Regions from separate parts of the Mus musculus genome. Here all the other regions are linked to region 3. A link is a contact called in public promoter capture Hi-C data. All regions are on one chromosome and are shown on one strand. The core of a region is the stretch at or near the end of the contact, and the rest is flanking DNA. Distances in the headings are between cores, read along the strand shown.

Region 1 (3,563 bases), core at 491-2,990, 2.4 Mb before region 3:
TGAGAGACTGTCCTGGGGGGATGGAGAGATTGCTTAGCAATTAAGGCCATTTGTGCTCTTGTAGAAGACTTCAGTTCAACCCCCAGAACCACAACAAACGAATTTTCAAAAGCTCAAACTAGTGAAAACCATGAGATTTGAGAGATAGGTTGGTAATTAGGATGATTCAACACCCTCTTCTGGCCTCCTTGGGCACCTGCACACACATGACATACACTAACATTGAGATACACATATAAATAAATCTTTAAAACATAAAAAGAAAAGCCCAAGTCTTGAAAGAGTGAGTAAGGGTTAGCCAACGGTGTACAGGAGTGTTGTTTCAAGAGAAGCAGAACTATTCAGTTCAGCCTCGTGAACAATGAAGTTATACGTGAGCTCTTGCTTCCATCTGAATGCATCGCAAATCCAGACTCAGTTTCTTGGTATGTGAGTTTGGTTACTGTGTCCTTCCTAGTTTGTTTCAGTTTCATGGAGATGATTTCGAGAATAGTCATGCCCTTGAGACTTTCTGAGAAGACTGTCACAGTTGTTAAGGTCAGGAAGCCAGTGGATCAAGTGGACTTCTAAACAGTAATGGAAGAGAGGAGCCAAGGATAGCGTGCTGGTATGTGCTTAGGCGGTGGCATTCGCTGGTGTAGGTGACAGACACATAAGGACTCAGTCACTGGCTTGGGTGGCAGTGGTTGTGGTGGTGGTTTTGCATAGGAGATGCCTGTGGTAACAAGCGTTAGGATATATTCCTCTAAGCTTAGGAGATGGGTTTGAGTTGTAGGTAGGCTAGAGAGCATCAGCTTATGAACGGATAGCTGGAGCCAATAGACAGATGAATGAGCCAGAGGAAATGAAATCTGGTGCAAAGCTCATGTCACGAGATAGAGTTAATGACAGTACACTTAATAGCTGGGCAGAGAAAGGCCCTGGTAGAGGAGACTGGGATGAAGCAGGCTTGGAGGCCAGGAAGTACAGAATAGTTTTGGAATTATGGAAGCTAATACAGTTTGTCTTAGCAAACATACTAAACAAACAGTTAAAGCAAGAGCTGGGGTATTAGCAAATAGTTATGCCTACCTTTATCACAGGCATTTTTGGAAGTGGAAACCAGTCTGAGAAGGGATAGGAGTGGGGAAGAAAAGGGCAAACCAGACAACTCCAAAGAGTCCGCTAACCAAAAGACAAGACAGGGAAGACATAAGGACTCTCCCTGGCGGGGCCAGAGAGAAACTTAGGACACCATCACGTTTAACTGCTCCTGGGAAGAGAAAGGTTGAAGTTATAGGAAAGTATGGACATTTTAATTCATTCAATTAGTCGATTGCCTATGTGTCCCATTAACCCGGCCTTGTTCTCTTGAGAATGCACGAGTGGGCGCCTCATTACATCACGGCTTAACACAAGGCTTTACCATGCAGGGAGAACTTGAGTCCCAATCCTGGCTCTTTCCTACAAGACAGTCCTGCAGACATCGCGGGACCTCAAAACCTCACGGTATACTTTTGGGCCCACAAGAAAGTAACGGAACCTATGGCGTCCCGTTGTCAAAGTTACTAACCTCCCAGGGTTCCGCCCCCCCACCTCCAGCTCTGGAGAACAACAGAGGCTGCGCAGAGACCCGCCTACCCGCTGGCTCCGCCCCGCTCTTTCTTTGTTTCGCCGGTCCGAGGATCTCGCGAGAGTTAGCCGGCAAATCCCGCGAGCGCGGACCCCGGGCCAGCTCTGCGGCTCTCGCGGTGCCTGCGCGAGACTGCTTCCTTCCTCCTTTCCCCTGCCCGTCCGCCCGTCTTCCTCCCTCTCTTCCCGGCCTGGCCTCCCCCTCCTTCCCCCGCTGGCCCCCTCCCCGCAGGGATAATATGGTCTCCGGCGATGGACTCCCCAAGTGCAGGTCAGTTCCCGGCCGCCGCCTTAGCGTTGGCGGCTGGTGGCGTGCGCTGCTGTACATCCGTGGCCCTCGCTGTGCTCTGCTTACGGTCACCCGGGGGGGCGGTCGGGCCCTCAGGGCTTGGTCGTTCTCTCCCCTCGGGGCGGAGGCCGCGAAGGCCGGGCGTCCCCGCCCGCGCGTCCCGCTCTTCAGCGGAGCGCTAATTCCGCCCCTGGCCGGGGCCCGCTGCTTGTTGGCTGCAGCCTCCAGGCCCCCAGGAGGAACTGCTGGGGCAGGGACAAGCCCACGTCTTTCTCTGCCCGCCCCCCTTTTGTGAGCATTGAGTGTCGGAAGACCTGGCTCCCTTGTTTGGCTTTCACTCTGCTGGCTGATCCTTCTACCCAGCATCCTGGGATCTCCCTTTCTTTGCTCCTGGAAGTGGAGGGGCTGTCGAGGCTGAACGTTAGCCGGTTCCCAGATCATTTGTTGCAGTCTCCTCCCCCATCCACCTCCCTCCACAAAAGAAAAACACTGTTCTTTCTGAATGGACTGTGCTTGTCTTTTCTGGTTTTGGAAGAAGATCTTAGAGCAATGTTTAAGGGTCTCACCCATCCAAGTAATGAGGCCGCATAATGAATTTTTATCTACCTCACCCTTTCTCACAACACTGAGAGTGGGGGCATATTCAATTAGTGCATAACCATTAAGGGTATATCTCTTAGTAGAATCTAATGTGCCAGTTTACCTAGATATTTTGATGGTCACTTTAAAAATCATCTTTAGTGTTCTGTTGTTGGATTTTTAATTGCCTTTTGAACCTCTAACAATGGTTTTGTCAAAGCATTATCTCTGTACTTAAGCATGTTCAGGGCACGATTTCTGAATGCTTGTACATCATTTAAACCATTCTTATGGTCTCTTTGCAGACATTTAACATTTCTAAGATTGAAAAGCCATTGGGTGGGTAATGCTGTAATCCCAGCATTCAGGAGACAGAATGGGCGATTATTGCCTCTACTTGCAGGCTCTCCTGGGTTGCCCAGTGAGGTTAAGTCCACTCTGGGATACAGTGACAACACCCTGTGTCAACAGGCAAGGTAGAAAGCTGTCTGTCTCACTAGTTTCTGTTTGACAAGAGTCGAGGTTTAGAATTGTCCCCTTGCAGTCCCGTGGAGACGAGTCTTGTGTCTGTGGTATGGGACAGTCAGCACCTCCATCACTGCCTCCATGGTTCAAGGTGGCCCTCGTAGCTGCCCCGCAGGGTAATGCAAATGTGCAATATTCCCATCAGCTTTCCATCACACACAGAGTTCTGCTGAGCAAAAGTTTGGGTGTTTTCTCTTTGAATAAGGTTCTTGGTAACTGTAGTTAATGTACTTAATGTATTTGATGGAATGTATTTAATGAAAGGCATTTGTTCTTTTTCTTCTCCAGGATACACCTTTGAGTACCTTATTGAAACATTAAATGGCAATTCACAGAAGAAGTTCTTCAATGTACCTAAACTTGGCGGCACCAAGTATGGTAATGTTGCTTTACGTTTTTCGTGGGCTTAGTTTCTAGTAGTTACAGTGCATTGGTCAAGGTGAGCAGAAGACATTTTATAAAACTTCCTTTGGGACTTTTGGTTGAGAACAATAGAAACCATACCTCGATTTCTTCTTTAAACTTTTAGTTAATTAGATGCTGCCTCTCCTCCCCTCCC
Region 2 (3,670 bases), core at 509-3,008, 2.4 Mb after region 3:
CATGGGAACAAAACCTTTGTGTTTTCTTATGTTGAACACATTTCCACAGTGCATGCTCTCAGAAGACTATGTGACCCTAAGTCCAGTTCTGAACTACTGTGAACTATTGCACTCTGAGACTGGAGTATATCCCTCAGTTTTCTTCAGTTATTACAATGTAACAAAACACCAAAATCTGTTAGCAGTCAGCGGCCTGGGGATCCTTGGCTCGATCCAGTTGAGACTCATGAGTAAGCAAGGAGAGAAACTAGAACCCAGGGGGCAAGCACAACGGCTCAAGCCAAGAATGCAATAATTTAATTTTCTCTTCTTTCCTTCCTTCTTTTTTTTTGAGACTGTTTCTTTGTGTAGCTTTGAGTGTCCTAGAACTAGTGCTGTAGACCAGACTAGCATCTCAGAGATCTGCCTCTGCCTTTAAAGTGCTGGGATTAAAGGCATGCACCACTACCGTCCCACACTTTTTTTTTTTTAAGGGTTTTTTTTATTTTTAATGTATGAGTATCTGCATGTACACCTGCATGCCAGAAGAGGGCCCAAGATTTCACTATAGATGGTTCTGAGCAACCATGTGGTTGCTGGGAATTGAACTCAGAACCTCTGGAAGAGCAGCCAGTGCTCTTAACCCCTGAGTCATCTCTCCAGCCCCACTTTTTTTTTTTAAGATTAATTTTACATATGCATGTTTGTGTTTTCCTGCATATATGTGCGTGCAACGCATTGGTTCCTAGTGCCTGTGATGGCCAGAGAGGGTAGTAGATCTCCTGAAACTGGAGTTTCAAATTATTGTGAACTGACTCGTAGGTGCTGGGAACCCAACCCAGGCCTTTGACAAGTGCAGCCACTGATCTTGGCTGCTGAGCTTTCTCTTCCATCCCAACTAAAATGTTTCATTTAGTTAATTTCTGAGATGGTTTCATATATCCCAGGCTGGCCTTGAATTGGCTATGTAGCTTAAGACTTCTATGGGGGCACACGCCTTTAATCCCAGCACTTGGGAGGCATAGGCAGGTGGATTTCTGAGTTGGAGGCCATCCTGGTCTACAGAGTGAATTCCAGGACAGCCAGGGCTATACAGAGAAACCCTGTCTCGAAAAACAAAACAAAACAAACAAAAACAAAAACAAAAAAACCACAAAAAACAAAAAGACTTCTAACTTGATTTTTGTGCTTCAACTTTCTGAATGCTGAGATAACATTATACAGACTACAGGCACGACACGGGATTTACACACCTGTGCATAAACTAAGGGTTTGTGGTTGCTAGGCAAACACTCTTCCAAGTGAGCTATGTCCCCAGTCCCCTGTGTGATGAGAAAGCCTGGGTGCGGTCGGTACACCGAAGCAAATGAACATGGGAGCAAGTCAGATTTCAGAATTTTAACTTTTGATTCCTATTTTTGTCTGGCTTCAAGCTGCACCAAAGGGGCACCTCAGTATCTCTATATAGGCAATCTAGATTACCTTCTTCTGCAACCCTCCTAACCACACGAGGCGACAAAGAAAAACATTATATTTCGGCATGTCCGGAGAACCTCTTTCTCAAGCTCCCTCCGGGCCCCAAAGCGCAAGCGCCACTCTCTCGCTTCCTCACGCCTTCAACTCTGGATCACTGCGCACGCGCGCCCTGGCTAGCACCCTGGGGTGGGGACACGCCCAGGTACAGCACGCACCGCGGTTGGTCGGAAGAGGACACCTGATCGCGGTGTCTTCGCCTGAGCATGCGCAGAGCGCCCCGGCGTGCCCGAGACCGCACGCTGAGGCGTGTGGTGCGCGACCTCACCCGCCCGCCTCGGTCCCCGCCCCTTGGCCTGCCGCTCCGCCCCCGCGGGGCGTCCCGGGCCGCTCGTCCCCTCCGCGGCGGCCGCGCGCGGCCCGGGGTCGCCGTGAGTACTCTCTAGGCTGGCGTGTGGGGAGGCTGGAGTGGGGATGGGGCGGGGCGGTCGGGCTGCTGGCAAGGTCCGCCCTGCCTGAGGGACCAAGTAAGGGATGCTGACAGGCTTCGCTCGGCTGGGCGGCTGGCGGCGGCGAGCCGCAGACGGGTCCTTAACGGGGAAGGCCGGAGCTGAGGGCTTTGGGGGACACCTGGAGAAGAGGCCTCAGGCCCTGCCCTGCATGCGCAGGTGTCCTCGCGAGCGTCTTGGTCTTCTCCCTCCGCCCGGGCTAGGGTTAGCGCTGGCCCGCGGGTCTCGCCCCTCCGCACCCTCCTTCGCCCTTTGTTTAGTAGCCTAGTCCTTTTGACACTTCCGTTGGAGTGGAGTTTTCTTCTCCTAGCACACTGAGCTGGAAGTCAAGCCCAGAATGTAGACGTTGAGATCAGAGGCGTCTCTTGACTAGGTATACGTTAAATGGTCACTCTGAAAAGTGCCAATGGACGTAGAGAAAAAGACCTTTGTGGGTCGTCCGAAGGCTTATTTACCGTTGGCACGATCTCATAGAAATAGACCAAGCGTGTTAATGCGAGCTGCCATCCCCCAGAATAAACACTGAGCCTAACAGCACACTTCTCTGGGCACTCTTAATAGTCTCTATTTGATCTAGCTCCTCTTGAAAGGTTCCAGATCTGCCCCCCACCCCCACCCCGAACTAGTTATTACATGAAAAAATGGATAGATTTGGCCCTATCAAACGTTCAAGTTACTTATGCAAGTTTTGTGACCTCCCTAGGTTGGAGTATTAAATATGTAACATGAAAACTTTGAACTAGGTCATCTCTCAGCCCCCTCTTTTTTTTTTTTTTTCTTTTTTAATGAATTCCGTGCTCCACCATCTGCCTTTTCCCACTCTCCAGCTTTTAAATCTACTCTCCATTCCTGAGAGAAGGCCATGGAGTGTTGAGGATTCAAGTCTTTTTTTACTAAAACAGTCTGGTTGGAGAAGCTGGTCATTTCATAACTGTCTTTTCCTTAGAAAAACTGATTTTTTTTACCCCCTCCTTTTAATAGCATCAGAAACCAAGCAGCAAACCCTGAGGAGATGCTCAGTTTTCCTTGACTTCTACAGTGAAAGACCTTGAGAAAGTTGGCACTTCTAGCCTAAGCTGCCCTCATTCTACTGCTCACCCCAAGACAACCCAGGCTGGACTGTAGTGCTTCCCTCTTCGTCCAGAGCAGCATTTGACTGTTTTCAATCTAAAAGAACCCTGGTCCCAAACTTCATAATTGGCACCTCAGCTGCTCTTGAAGGTGAATGAAGTCTTGATTTTTAAAAAGCATTTTGTGTGATTTTTGTCAGTTTAGTAGCAGCATTTAAGTTCTTATACTTACCTCCTATTTGGCCTAGGTACATAGCTGAGGGCTCATTCACTAATTCAGTAAATGTGTTATAGAGGCTGAGAATGGTGAAAACAGTAAAATCTTTGCTTATAGAGCTACAGTCAGGAGTGAGAGAGATGGCTCAGCAGTTAGGACCACTGGACTGCTCTACCAGAGGTCCTGAGTTCAGTTCCCAGCAACCACATGGTGGCTCACAACCACCTGTAATGGGATCTGATGCCCACTTCTGGTGTGCCTGAAGACAAAGTACTCATATACAGAGAGAGCTTACAGTCTGGTGAGAGATAAATGTAAGAGTGGTCAGAGCTGTGGTGAAGAAAACAATGTGGAGGGGGATCGAGAATGCTAGTGTGGGTATTTTATATGGGCAGTCAAGGTGACCTTTGGCCAGAGTGTGG
Region 3 (3,407 bases), core at 506-3,005:
GGGGAGGTCTGGGTTAATTAAGGGCTGGCTTTGGTCTCACCTCCACCAATGCTCCTTGGGACCTGCTCTAACCACCCCTCTCAAGAGTCCGTCTCTCCAGGGCTCAGCCCAACCCGTGCCCTTTGGCCCTGGAGACTTCCTGAGAACCAGACCCCTGGGACCCTCAGGAGTCTTTGTAGGAGGAGTGAGGGCGCCAAAAAGCCAACCCAAGACTCTGAAAGGTGAGGCGGTGACGTAATGCCCGGCCAGTAGGATGGAAAGCTCCCTCGGTAGAGGCCACCCCCACTGAGAGAGTAGCCAAAAAGAAGGTGCCTTGTTTCCGGATACCAAAGTAGCCTAAGGCGCTTGGGGAAGGTAGGGCCAACAGGTGATCCTACCGTGAAGATGTCCAAGTTCTGCCAGTTCTTAGAGGAGTTCTAACCTCAGCCAGAACCCAGGGCAGGGTCAAGCGCCTACACTCCTGCTTTTCCACGAGGGAGACAGACAACTCCGTGGGTCCATTTCCACGTCACATCCTTGGGGCCTCATGAAGAGCGCGATCCCAGCCAAGTTGAGGCCCGCATCAGTATTCTCTCCGCTCTAACAGATACCAGTCTTCTAAAAACTTTGCGTGCTGAGGTTCTGAGCACTCACTCAACGTGGAGCAGCCCACACTTCTCAGTTTGAGAGAAAGGGTCTCCCCGGATGCTCCGCTCCTAATTTCCCTCTCCCGGCCCCGCCCGTGACCCTCGTGCCAGTGGCTCACAGCCAGCCGGCTTCAGTAGGGAACTGGCGCCCCACCGCCACACCAGGCTTCCGGGTGTCCCCAAGCCTCTCTCTCCGCGCCTCTGCAACGCACGTGCACCCCGGCAGGCTGACACACAGACTGCCGTGGGCCACGCATGCAAAGCTGTTCCTACACGTACATGCATGGCCCGAATCTGCACACATGCCCCCCACTGCCCAACGGTGCCCTTCCTTAGCTCACGTAAACGTGTAAAAAAGTCAGGAGATTCGCACTGGGAACCCCACGGATCGATGCCCGCAGACTGCACTGAGGTCCAGAAGGCTGGGGGGCTGGGGGGGGGGCGGCCTCAAAGTCTGGGCAGCCACCTCCTTCGGGACGATCCCGCCAGCTTGGGCTGTGGCCAGAGAGTGAGTCAAGCAGTGGCTAGGAAACCGCAGGCGGTCCTGTTCCAACAGGGTTCGTCCACGGCCCCGCGGCACCTCAGCGCCCGCCGCCACCAATCCCAACCCCCCACCGCCACCCCGAATCGGCGCCCGGCAATCCGCGTGAGCCTGGCCCCGCGAGAGGCCCGAGGGATCCGCCTGACTCTTCGCCAGCCCTAACGCCCAGGCAGTGCTGTGGCTCCGGAGCTCTACCAGGCCCAGGGAGCATCCAAGTCCTGGCAAAGTCTGGGCAGCGGTATGACTGGGCCCCGTAGTCTGACCGCCCGAAGCCTCAGCACCTGGGCCCCGGTCCCCGCGCTCCGTCCTGGGGCTGGCCGGTAGGGGCGCCCTGGGGCAGGGCCACCCGCCCCTTGCCCACGCGCCGCCCGCAAACTCGGCCCAAGTTTCCGCGCCTGCCGGGTAGGCGAGCTCCTACCTTCAGAGCACCAGGCTTCTAGCGGCCGCCACCCGGAGCAGCCGCGGCATCTTTCAGCGCCGCCTAGGCTGCGGGTCCCTGTCCCGCCGGCCTTGCGCGGGAAGTCGCGGCAGGCAGCTAGCCCAGAGAGACGTTCCGCGCGACCGTTCGTGCTGCCGCTGGGCGCCGTTTGTGGTCCCGAGCGGGGCGGGGCGGGGGCGGGGCGGGGGCGGGGCGGGCCGTTGAGTGGGGGCAGAACCCGGCTGTGCCTCTGGGAGCCTGCGCTCCCCTGGGTCCTCCCGTGCCGAAGGCCTGAGTGGAACCAACTTTCCCGCGACCCGGCCTCTGGCTTTGTGCACAGTCTTCGCTCGCCTCCTTCCTCAAACCTCTGCCCCGAGGGCGATCGTAAGCCCTCATTCAGTCATTCCGTTAGATCATTCATTCCTTGCTACTTTCTAGCCATGTGACCTTGGACCTGCCACTTAACCTCTATGAGCTTCAGTTTCCTCATTTGTAAAAGTGATATTCTGCCTCTTAGAAATAGGGCCATCAGGCTTCGAAAAGATGTGTAGCACATAAATTGGGGTATGGGAGGCTGAGGCAGGGGAATTGCTGAGAGTTTGAGCTGAGCCTGGGCTATCTAGCAGTCCTTTTTTTTTTTTTGTTTTGCTTTTGCTTTGTTTTGTTTGGGAAGGTCACACTATATAGCTGTGGCTGTCTGGGAACTTACTATGTAGACCAGGCTGGCCGTGAACTCAGAGACACACCAGCCTCAGCCTTCTGAGTGCTGCAGTCAAAAGCTTGGACCACCACACTCAGTTCCTAGCAAGACAATAAAAATGCTAAAGGATATCTCGAGGCAGCCCTAACTTCCTCAACAAACAAGTTGCATTAGGAAATTAAGAAGGACTTATGAGGTAAAGTACAGACGAGTATATATCAGCTCCTAGTGACCTGGAGTGGGCCAGGAATGAGACTCTGGAGATATTGCCAAGCGGCCTTGGTGGGCATCTGAGCCTTTCTGGCAAATGTGTCGCACCAGAACCGGTCTGAGCATGAGCAACCTGGAAAGCTGATGGGATGAAGCATCCCTAGCCAAGCTGATGTGTTGCAGAAAGGGGCTGGGAAACCCACTGCCTCTGTTCACCTGGACTCTAGCCCATCTGGTTGTGGGGCCTTGCCCAGCTCAGCGCTAGCACCTCTTTCTTGGAAGGAATCTAATCCTTGCAGTTCCAGGACTGCCCAAGGCCAAGGCAGGGTCGCATGGTGAAGAATAGTTGAACACCATAGAGATCAAAATTAGTTTTTGGGGCAAAACCACTCAGAACACCCATCTTGACCCAAAGATCAGGACTGCCTGAGTCAGAACAGAGCTGAGGGCACAGGTATGGGAGAAGATGGGGCTGGGGCGGAGGGGCTGGGCTCCAGGTAGGATTAGGAAGAGGAAGTGAGGTCACTCAAGGAGAAGGGGAGGGTGTCTCTTGGATTAGAGCTGGAAGATTTTTTTACAAATAGAGGCTAGACAAATAGAGGAGAGACTCTGAGGTTTGGGGCTTTCCAAATCACATTGCAAATTGGGACAGAAGCCCAGGTTGCCTGGGTTTTGTATCTTACTAACATGCTTTAACACTAGAAAGGTGCATCTGTGCCCTGCCAGCTCTGGGTCATGCCAAATCTGACAGGCTCAGCCTTCTCTCAAGGAGATATTGTTTCCTACTATCACACATACTAACTCTGCCCTCTTCTCCCTTGTGCGTAGCATCTTCTTCCACTCCTGATGTCAGGAGTGACTTGGGAGGAAGACAGTGAGTGCCCTTGGCTCCTGTGGTCTAGAACTCTCAGG
Region 4 (3,407 bases), core at 171-2,670, 2.5 Mb after region 3:
CTCTCAGTTCCCAGAGCAGTCATTTAATTCTTTCAGTCTTCTGCTAAAGCTTCTCATCTTATCTTCAATTCTTTCTCGTCAAAGGATTCCTGCTTTTAAGGTTTGGAAATCAACTCCCTCAGCTTCTTGTCTATTCACACCACTCATCGCTCCTGTGTAGCTTGCTGGACTCTACCCTTAACATTAGTCATCTAGTGAGCTATAGTTTGTTGGAGGGGTATTAGTTTTACTTAAAAAAAGAAAAAAAAAAAAGCATCCTAGGTGATTCTAATGGACGGACAAGCTCGTGTTCTCCTGCTGTTTTTCTCTTCTCTACCCCTCCTCACCCTTAGTCATTCACTTTCAGGTTCCATGGCTCACCCTTCACTCACCCATCACGCCCCGACCTCCCCAAGTCAGGACTGACCCAGAGCCCAGAATCTAGTGCTTGTTCTACTCACTGAGCTAAACTTCACTTTATTCTTTGAGGCAAGGTTTCACTATGTATCCCCTGCTAGCCTGAAACTCGGCGTGTACTACCATATCTGCTTTTTTTTTTTTTTTTTTTTTTTTTTTTAAAATTGGCTCAGACTGGCTTCCCACTTGGAGATCTAGCTGCCTTATTCTTTCAGGAGCTAACAGGCCAGCCATCCCAGGCAATCAGCCATCTTCAAAAACAGCCTTTGCACCTGCATCTGATTATTTCTTGCACTTGTTATAGTTAAGTTTCCCCCGCCTTGTGATCAAGATTGGCCTTAAATTCACTCGCCACATAGTCTAGTTGTTTCAAATGGAAGTCTACCTGCGCGGTTTTTACTAGGTATATGCCAATCCTCTTGCTTTTTACTCTTAGGTTGTTTGTCACATGCCTTTGTACTAGCCTTTCTCTACTCCCATTTTCTTTCTGGCCAGTTTCGGTCCACCAAGGTTTTAACACGAGTTCTCCACAGGCCTGAAAGTCATTTGGGAAAAGTCCTCTTCTGCAATCAAGGACCCCCCCCCCCCCACTCCCCCGTTTGTGTTCAGCTCATCCCGTGTTATTTTACTGTGTTACCATTGCGGATTCTTTGTTTCCTACATCACAGCACTTCAAAAGAGCGGATATTTTTTCATTTTCTTCTAATATTCTGGATTTTACAGCATAGAAACAACTCAGTGAAAAGTCTGTGGAATGAATGGAAAGAAATACTTGGCCACGGGGGCGGGAACAAGTGGGGGGAGGGGCGTGCGTGTGTGGAAAAGGGGCGGCGCTGAGAATCCAGCTGCAGAATGAGGAAGGGGCTCGGACACACTAGAGTCTGCGTGGAGCGCAAAGCGATCCACTGCTTCCAAAAACTGAGACAAACCTAAGTAGGGAGGAGGCGTCTTACCTATTCCTCAGGCCTCACCAACCCAACCAGCCTTCAGGGAGCTCTGTACTGGCCGGAAAGTGAGACTTAAGGTCGTAATCCCAGAGTTTGCCTTTCCAACCTTACGACGTTTTTATGTAGTAATCGAGAATCTAACACGGAGGTCTCAGCCCTGCCGTAAAGTGAAGAAGGAATGGGGAGGCGGGGCCATTCGGAGGGTGGAAAATAGGCGTGTCCGCGCAAGCGCAGGCAGCCCGCTCCAGCAGCGTCACGTGCGGAGGCGGGGCCGGGCGGGGCTGTCCGGGGCTTGGCAGCAGGGGGCGTGGGAGGTAAGTGCGCGCGCGCCTGCTCGGCTGCTGCTGGAGAGCCGCGCGGGGCGGGGCCGCGTGAGCGGGGTCGGGGGCGCGCAGGCCTGAGAGGACTGGGGACGCAGAGGCAGTTGGCGGTGGCCGTCGGAAAGTCCTGGCAGGACGGGGAGGGACTGCGGCGGAGATACCGGTCCCCGGGCAAAAGCAGGGACCGCGGTTTAGCTTCCAACGCGTGCTCTCTGGGCGGGGTGCGGCGGGGGATGTGCCTGCCCAGTCCGGGCGGAGTCTCTCTGACAGGGCGGGGGATGCGCGGCCGCCGCTCTCTCGGACCCTGAGGCGACTGGGCCCACCCTCGCGGAACCCTCCTACCCCCCGGCGGCCTCGGCCTCTGCTTTCTCCTTCTGACCCTGGAAACCGAGCTGGGGAAGCGGCTACCGCCGAAGAGGAAGGGGCTGTGGTGGCCACCGCGGCGCAGCCAGAGGTAAGACCCGCCCCAGCACCCAGCGGCCCTGCCGCCTGGCCTGGCCCGGCCCACGTCTCCCGCTCGGCTCTTTGGCTCCCGGAGGGCTGCCCCGCCCCGCCCCGGCGGAGACGCCCCGCCAGCAGCTCTGCCCCTAAAGCCTAGCAATCGCCGGAGTACCGCCGGGATTCCACCCCCAGACTCGACTCTCCCGTACCTTTCATTGACCAGACACCATTCTGTCCACCAGTAGCCGCGGCGCTTCTGTCACTGGCCCCCTTCCACCTCCTGCTAGAACCTCTTTAGACCCTCTTTAGGACTCTGACTGGAACCTCTAGACACCGTTATGTCGGAGCGGATCCTTGTCTGGGAACCAAGGCCACTACTGCTTCCTAATGCATTGCTACGTCCCAGATCTTTGGGTATCCTACGAGTCATCGCTACCCGAGCTTTCATAGGGACCCTCACGCAGCTTACTTCCAGTCAGGTTTGCTAGGTTTTCCCCCTACCCATACGAGCTTTCAGATAGCCCAATGTCATGATGCTCTTACCTAGTAGGTCTCCGGTTAGCCCTTCAAATCACCATCAGAGTGCTGGATCGCCCCCTCACACCCCCCCCCCCCCCGCCCTGGTGTAGTTTCTCTAGAAGACCTCTTAAGCAAACCTTGTTACCTGATTTCTAACCAATCGGGATCTTTGGTTGAAAAGAAGTTTCCAGGAAAACTCGAAGGGGTTATTTACATAGTCCAGTATATTCACTCCATTGGATTTTAAGGAGTCAGACTGAGACCCATGTTTGGAGCCTCAGGGACTGGTTGCTGAAAGGGAAAGAGAGCAAAGAGTGTGAAAGCCCAGGCAGGGAGGGTATGTGTGCTGTTACAAGGGCAAGCTGCTTGCTCCTCATCTTGTCTCTTCAGTAGAAGGAAAGAACCAGTCTATATCTTGTCACTTCTGGGCTTCTGTAAGGATTAAGTTGCATTACACCAATGAAGATAAGTAACTCTTCATATATTTGTCTCAGCACTGTAGATTTGTACAGATACACAGGTTTTTAACTAGAGGAGTTTTGGATTTACTGTTTTTGAACTTGTTAGAAAAACAGCATTTATAGCTGTTCTTAATCCCTGAAGGCTAATGTTTTTAGTATTTTTTTACCACCCAGTCTTCTCCAAGGACCAAGTATAAGTGTCATTCAGAATTGAAGTTATTATTAACAGCTTTCTTAGTAGTAGTAAAATATTGAATAAAATGTTTGTTGAAATTATACTCCTGAGATGTCAAGAGGGAAGCGTAATGTTAAGTGTTAAGTGT
Region 5 (3,706 bases), core at 8-2,507, 2.3 Mb after region 3:
CAACCACCATGGCTGGCAGAGCCGTGATCTGCGGGAATCAAGAAGGTAGTTCAGTTCAACATGACTAAGGAGGAAGGACACACAACATCGCACACAAGCAACACGTATGCCCACATGTTAGCATACACACATGTACTTCCACACACTTAACATGCTGCCCCAAACACAGAGTCCAGAGGCTGGGGGTGTGCTTAGGTTGTAGTACAGACAGTAGAGCATTTGTCTTCCTATCATGCACGAGCCCTGGTTTCAGACCCCATGACTGTGTATCAGGTGTACTAGGCATAATCTACCTGTAAACCTAGCACCCAGGAGATGGACGCTAGAGAGTTTGAAGTTCAAGGTCATCCTCAGCTGTACAGCAGCCAGCCTGGGCTTCATGAGACTCCTAAAGCTTTGTTTTTAAAAGATGACTGCAAGGGCTGGTGAGATGGCTCAGTGGGTAAGAGCACCCGACTGCTCTTCCGAAGGTCCGGAGTTCAAATCCCAGCAACCACATGGTGGCTCACAACCATCCGTAACGCCCTCTTCTGGAGTGTCTGAAGACAGCTACAGTGTACTTACATATAATAAATAAATAAATCTTTAAAAAAAAAGAAAAAAAAAAGATCACTGCAAGCCTTAAGACTATGGTTATGGAAATTGCCATGTTCTGGGATACCAAGTCTAGCACAATTAATGAGCAAAGTGGAAGTTCTCTCTCTTTTCTTCCACTGTTCCTCCTGCTCACTTCAGGGTTGAAGATTGAACCTGCGTTCTCAATCATGCTAATAAAGTTATCTAGCACTGAGCTTCACCTCTAGCTAAGAGAAATTTTCATAAATTCTTCTCAGTTATAGAAGTAAACATGGCTTCTGCACTTACAACAGCAGTCTTTCTGGCTTGACCTACTGAACACTCGGGTTACAGGCTTTTGCTAACACACCGGGTTCTGGCACTCACTAGATAGCCCGCACTGGCCATAGACTTACAGGAATCCTCCTGCCTTTCCCTCACTAATTCTGGTATCACAACTAGGAATCACCACAAACAATTTTTCAACACTTTGGGACGTCTTTCAATTGCTCCATGTTGAGACCCCTGGGGCTGATTACTTAAAGACTGCTCAAGTGCGCTTTCACACAGTTGACACTGCAAATTGGATTCTCATTTTCCTTCTTCCCGTATCCTCCGGGCTAGTTCTCCATGCCCTGGGGCGGTGCCTGTCCCTCCCAGCCCATCCCTTGGGTTTGGGTTACAGAGGCTTGGCCAGGGCGGGGATCGATCCTTCACCGCCCACCCGGTCGGGAGCTGCAGAATCCTTTGCTTACGGATCTCTGAGATCGAGCCCGCCTTGCTTCCCTCCCGTTCACGTGACCCTCCGATTGTCACGCGGGCGCCGCTCAGCTGACCGGGGCTCACGTGGGCTCAGCCTGCTGGAAGGGGAGCTGGCCGGTGGGCCATGGCCGGCTGCAGGCTCTGGGTTTCGCTGCTGCTGGCGGCGGCGTTGGCTTGCTTGGCCACGGCACTGTGGCCGTGGCCCCAGTACATCCAAACCTACCACCGGCGCTACACCCTGTACCCCAACAACTTCCAGTTCCGGTACCATGTCAGTTCGGCCGCGCAGGCGGGCTGCGTCGTCCTCGACGAGGCCTTTCGACGCTACCGTAACCTGCTCTTCGGTTCCGGCTCTTGGCCCCGACCCAGCTTCTCAAGTGAGTCACTGCCCGGTTCTTCCCTCCGAAGGAGCCGCCTTCCGTGCGTGGGTCAGCCCCGGCCCGGCTCCCAGACACCCTCCCGTTGGCCTCTGCACAGCCCAGTCAGTCACCTCCCACGCGTTTCTCCCCTTGCTTTCTCTATCCAGCTAGCTGGCCTCCCCAGCCCAGCCCCTATCCCGAGCACCCCTTCATTGATGTGACTTCTTGGGGTCTCAGTTTATCCCTAATCCTCCTTTTGAGAACTGCATTTAGGTTTTCTTTCTTTCTTTCTTTCTTTCTTTCTTTCTTTCTTTCTTTCTTAAGAAATGCCTACTGTAGGGCCACAGTTCAATCAGGCTGTTAGAATATTGACAATATGTTGGCAATAGACATTTAAAATGATCCTTTATAGAACATGCTCAAGTGGCATAGGGTCCCTGTGAGGCAGTGACCAGGGCTGCAGAACTGAGCCCAGCATGTGTCTGGCACATAACTTGGTTAGTAAAAGTGTGAGAGGAATCAGAACACAAGGCAGAGAGCTTCCGGAGACATAGGCAGACGATTCCAAATCATCTGTTGAAAGTGAAGACCCTGTCATCCCGCAAGGCATCTCCATCATCCTTACTGTTTCCAAAGATCCTCAAAAGAGAAGATGAGCTGCAGGTTTTCGGATTTGGCGTAGACTCTGGTTTGGAGGAAGCTGGAGGAGCAGGGATCTTATAGTCTCAACCCAGACCCCTTCTGTCACAGAGTTGGAAATGGAAAATGCATCTTGAAATAGAGGAGAGACACAGCTAAGGTCAGGCAGCTGGGCTGGGAAGGATTAACCATCAAACCTCTATTCTCTCAGTTGGTAAAGTGCAATGCAACGAGGCTTGAATACCCTGCTGCATCTCATAAGAGCTGTCTCGACGGCACACAGACTTGGGGATGGGGGTGGGGTGGAGCCAGGAAGATCAAGAGTCCACGGTCATCTTTGGCCACATACTGAATTTGAGGCCACCTTGGGCTGTCAGAGACACTCTTAAGTGACCTGGTAGTTATTCTTGGAGAAGACTGGGTTGCCTTTGATTCTATTGCTTTCAAAGAGGAAGAGAGTTTCATGATGACATTTATAAGAGTGTGTGGAGAATGGAGAGTTACATAACGAGAAATAATGATAAAAATACTTTCAGAGTGGAGGTAAGTATTAGGAACAACTGTATTTAGATGAGGGCCAAAAGTATACATTTATCTCTTATTATTTGATTCTGAACGCTCAGGGCCTTGGGTTAGTTTTGTCCATAGTCAGCCTGTTCAACAGGCTGGGTGGTTTTTCTTATTACTTAGATCATAATATGCCTTCACGATAATTCTGGCTAATTCTAAGCCTGAGAAGCTGAACTCCTGTGGTGTGTGTATGACTCGTTTGTGTATGATATGTGAAATCTCTGAGTCTTGTTTCTTTGAGCTACACTTGCTCTCCCTGCCTTTTTGGATATTGTGCTTGAAGTCTGTGTGCACTGAGGGATCTGAACTCTGAAACACAATGCATTCATCACTCATCCTAGGACCTCATAGGAGCCGTTTCCAGACTCCTGCTACTTCCTTGTTTGTGTTTTGTTTTGTTTTCTGTCTTCCTACACTTGGAGCCTTTCTGGGGGTGATAAAACAAAAAAGCTGTAAATGTCTTTTCACTCTTTGAAGGAGGGGATAATAGTGGGGGAGACTTGGTGATGTTTAAAATAAAATATCGTTGAAGCTGCCAGTCAGTGGTAGATTACTTAGTGTGCACAAATTTCTGGGTCTGAACACCAACAAAATAGTGAAGGAGAAAAAAAATGTAGGGGGCAAGGGAGGAAGAGAGAGAGATATGACCCTGGCATGGCTTCCTTTCACTTCCTTATTCTCTACTTCATTCCGTACAGCAGTAAAGCAGGGCGGGCGTTGGTGGCGTTGACCGTTGGATTGGTTTTATTACCTTTACAACAGGAATTGTAAGCTTCCTAAGTACAAGGGCTCATGCTTGGGTATGTTGTAGCTTTTTTGGT

What was found. Promoter capture Hi-C pulls out the DNA fragments that hold promoters and counts their contacts.
Region 1: a promoter capture Hi-C map of pre-B cells shows a contact between it and region 3, with 2.1 times the contacts expected there. The contact joins the promoter of Ireb2 here to the promoter of 1700017B05Rik in region 3. A contact is called at or near these places in 3 of 39 promoter capture datasets (cranial neural crest, erythroid cells and pre-B cells).
Region 2: a promoter capture Hi-C map of erythroid cells shows a contact between it and region 3, with 17 times the contacts expected there. The contact joins the promoter of Parp6 here to the promoter of 1700017B05Rik in region 3. A contact is called at or near these places in 2 of 39 promoter capture datasets (erythroid cells and pre-B cells) and 1 of 484 Hi-C or Micro-C datasets (B cells).
Region 4: a contact with region 3 is called in a promoter capture Hi-C map of erythroid cells, with 24 times the contacts expected there. The contact joins the promoter of Senp8 here to the promoter of 1700017B05Rik in region 3. A contact is called at or near these places in 2 of 39 promoter capture datasets (erythroid cells and pre-B cells).
Region 5: a contact with region 3 is called in a promoter capture Hi-C map of liver, with 2.5 times the contacts expected there. The contact joins the promoter of Hexa here to the promoter of 1700017B05Rik in region 3.

Annotation. Positions count from the first base shown.
Region 1 is chr9:54,862,015-54,865,577 of GRCm38.p6, forward strand. Ireb2 (iron responsive element binding protein 2) reads left to right here and starts at 1,741. Exons shown (of 22, transcript NM_022655.3): 1 at 1,741-1,882; 2 at 3,293-3,382. The coding sequence starts at 1,864.
Region 2 is chr9:59,615,526-59,619,195 of GRCm38.p6, forward strand. Parp6 (poly (ADP-ribose) polymerase family, member 6) reads left to right here and starts at 1,759. Exons shown (of 24, transcript NM_001205239.1): 1 at 1,759-1,883; 2 at 2,943-3,182. It overlaps Gm51709 (a long non-coding RNA gene), which reads right to left and starts at 1,599. Exons shown (of 3, transcript XR_003948337.1): 1 at 1,462-1,599.
Region 3 is chr9:57,260,844-57,264,250 of GRCm38.p6, forward strand. It overlaps 1700017B05Rik (RIKEN cDNA 1700017B05 gene), which reads right to left and starts at 1,756. Exons shown (of 3, transcript NM_028820.2): 1 at 1,586-1,756.
Region 4 is chr9:59,749,229-59,752,635 of GRCm38.p6, forward strand. It overlaps Senp8 (SUMO/sentrin specific peptidase 8), which reads right to left and starts at 1,421. Exons shown (of 2, transcript NM_027838.3): 1 at 1,350-1,421. It overlaps Myo9a (myosin IXa), which reads left to right and starts at 1,946. Exons shown (of 44, transcript NM_173018.2): 1 at 1,946-2,117.
Region 5 is chr9:59,538,283-59,541,988 of GRCm38.p6, forward strand. It overlaps Hexa (hexosaminidase A), which reads left to right and starts at 1,258. Exons shown (of 14, transcript NM_010421.5): 1 at 1,258-1,694. The coding sequence starts at 1,442. It also overlaps a transcript of Tmem202 not described here.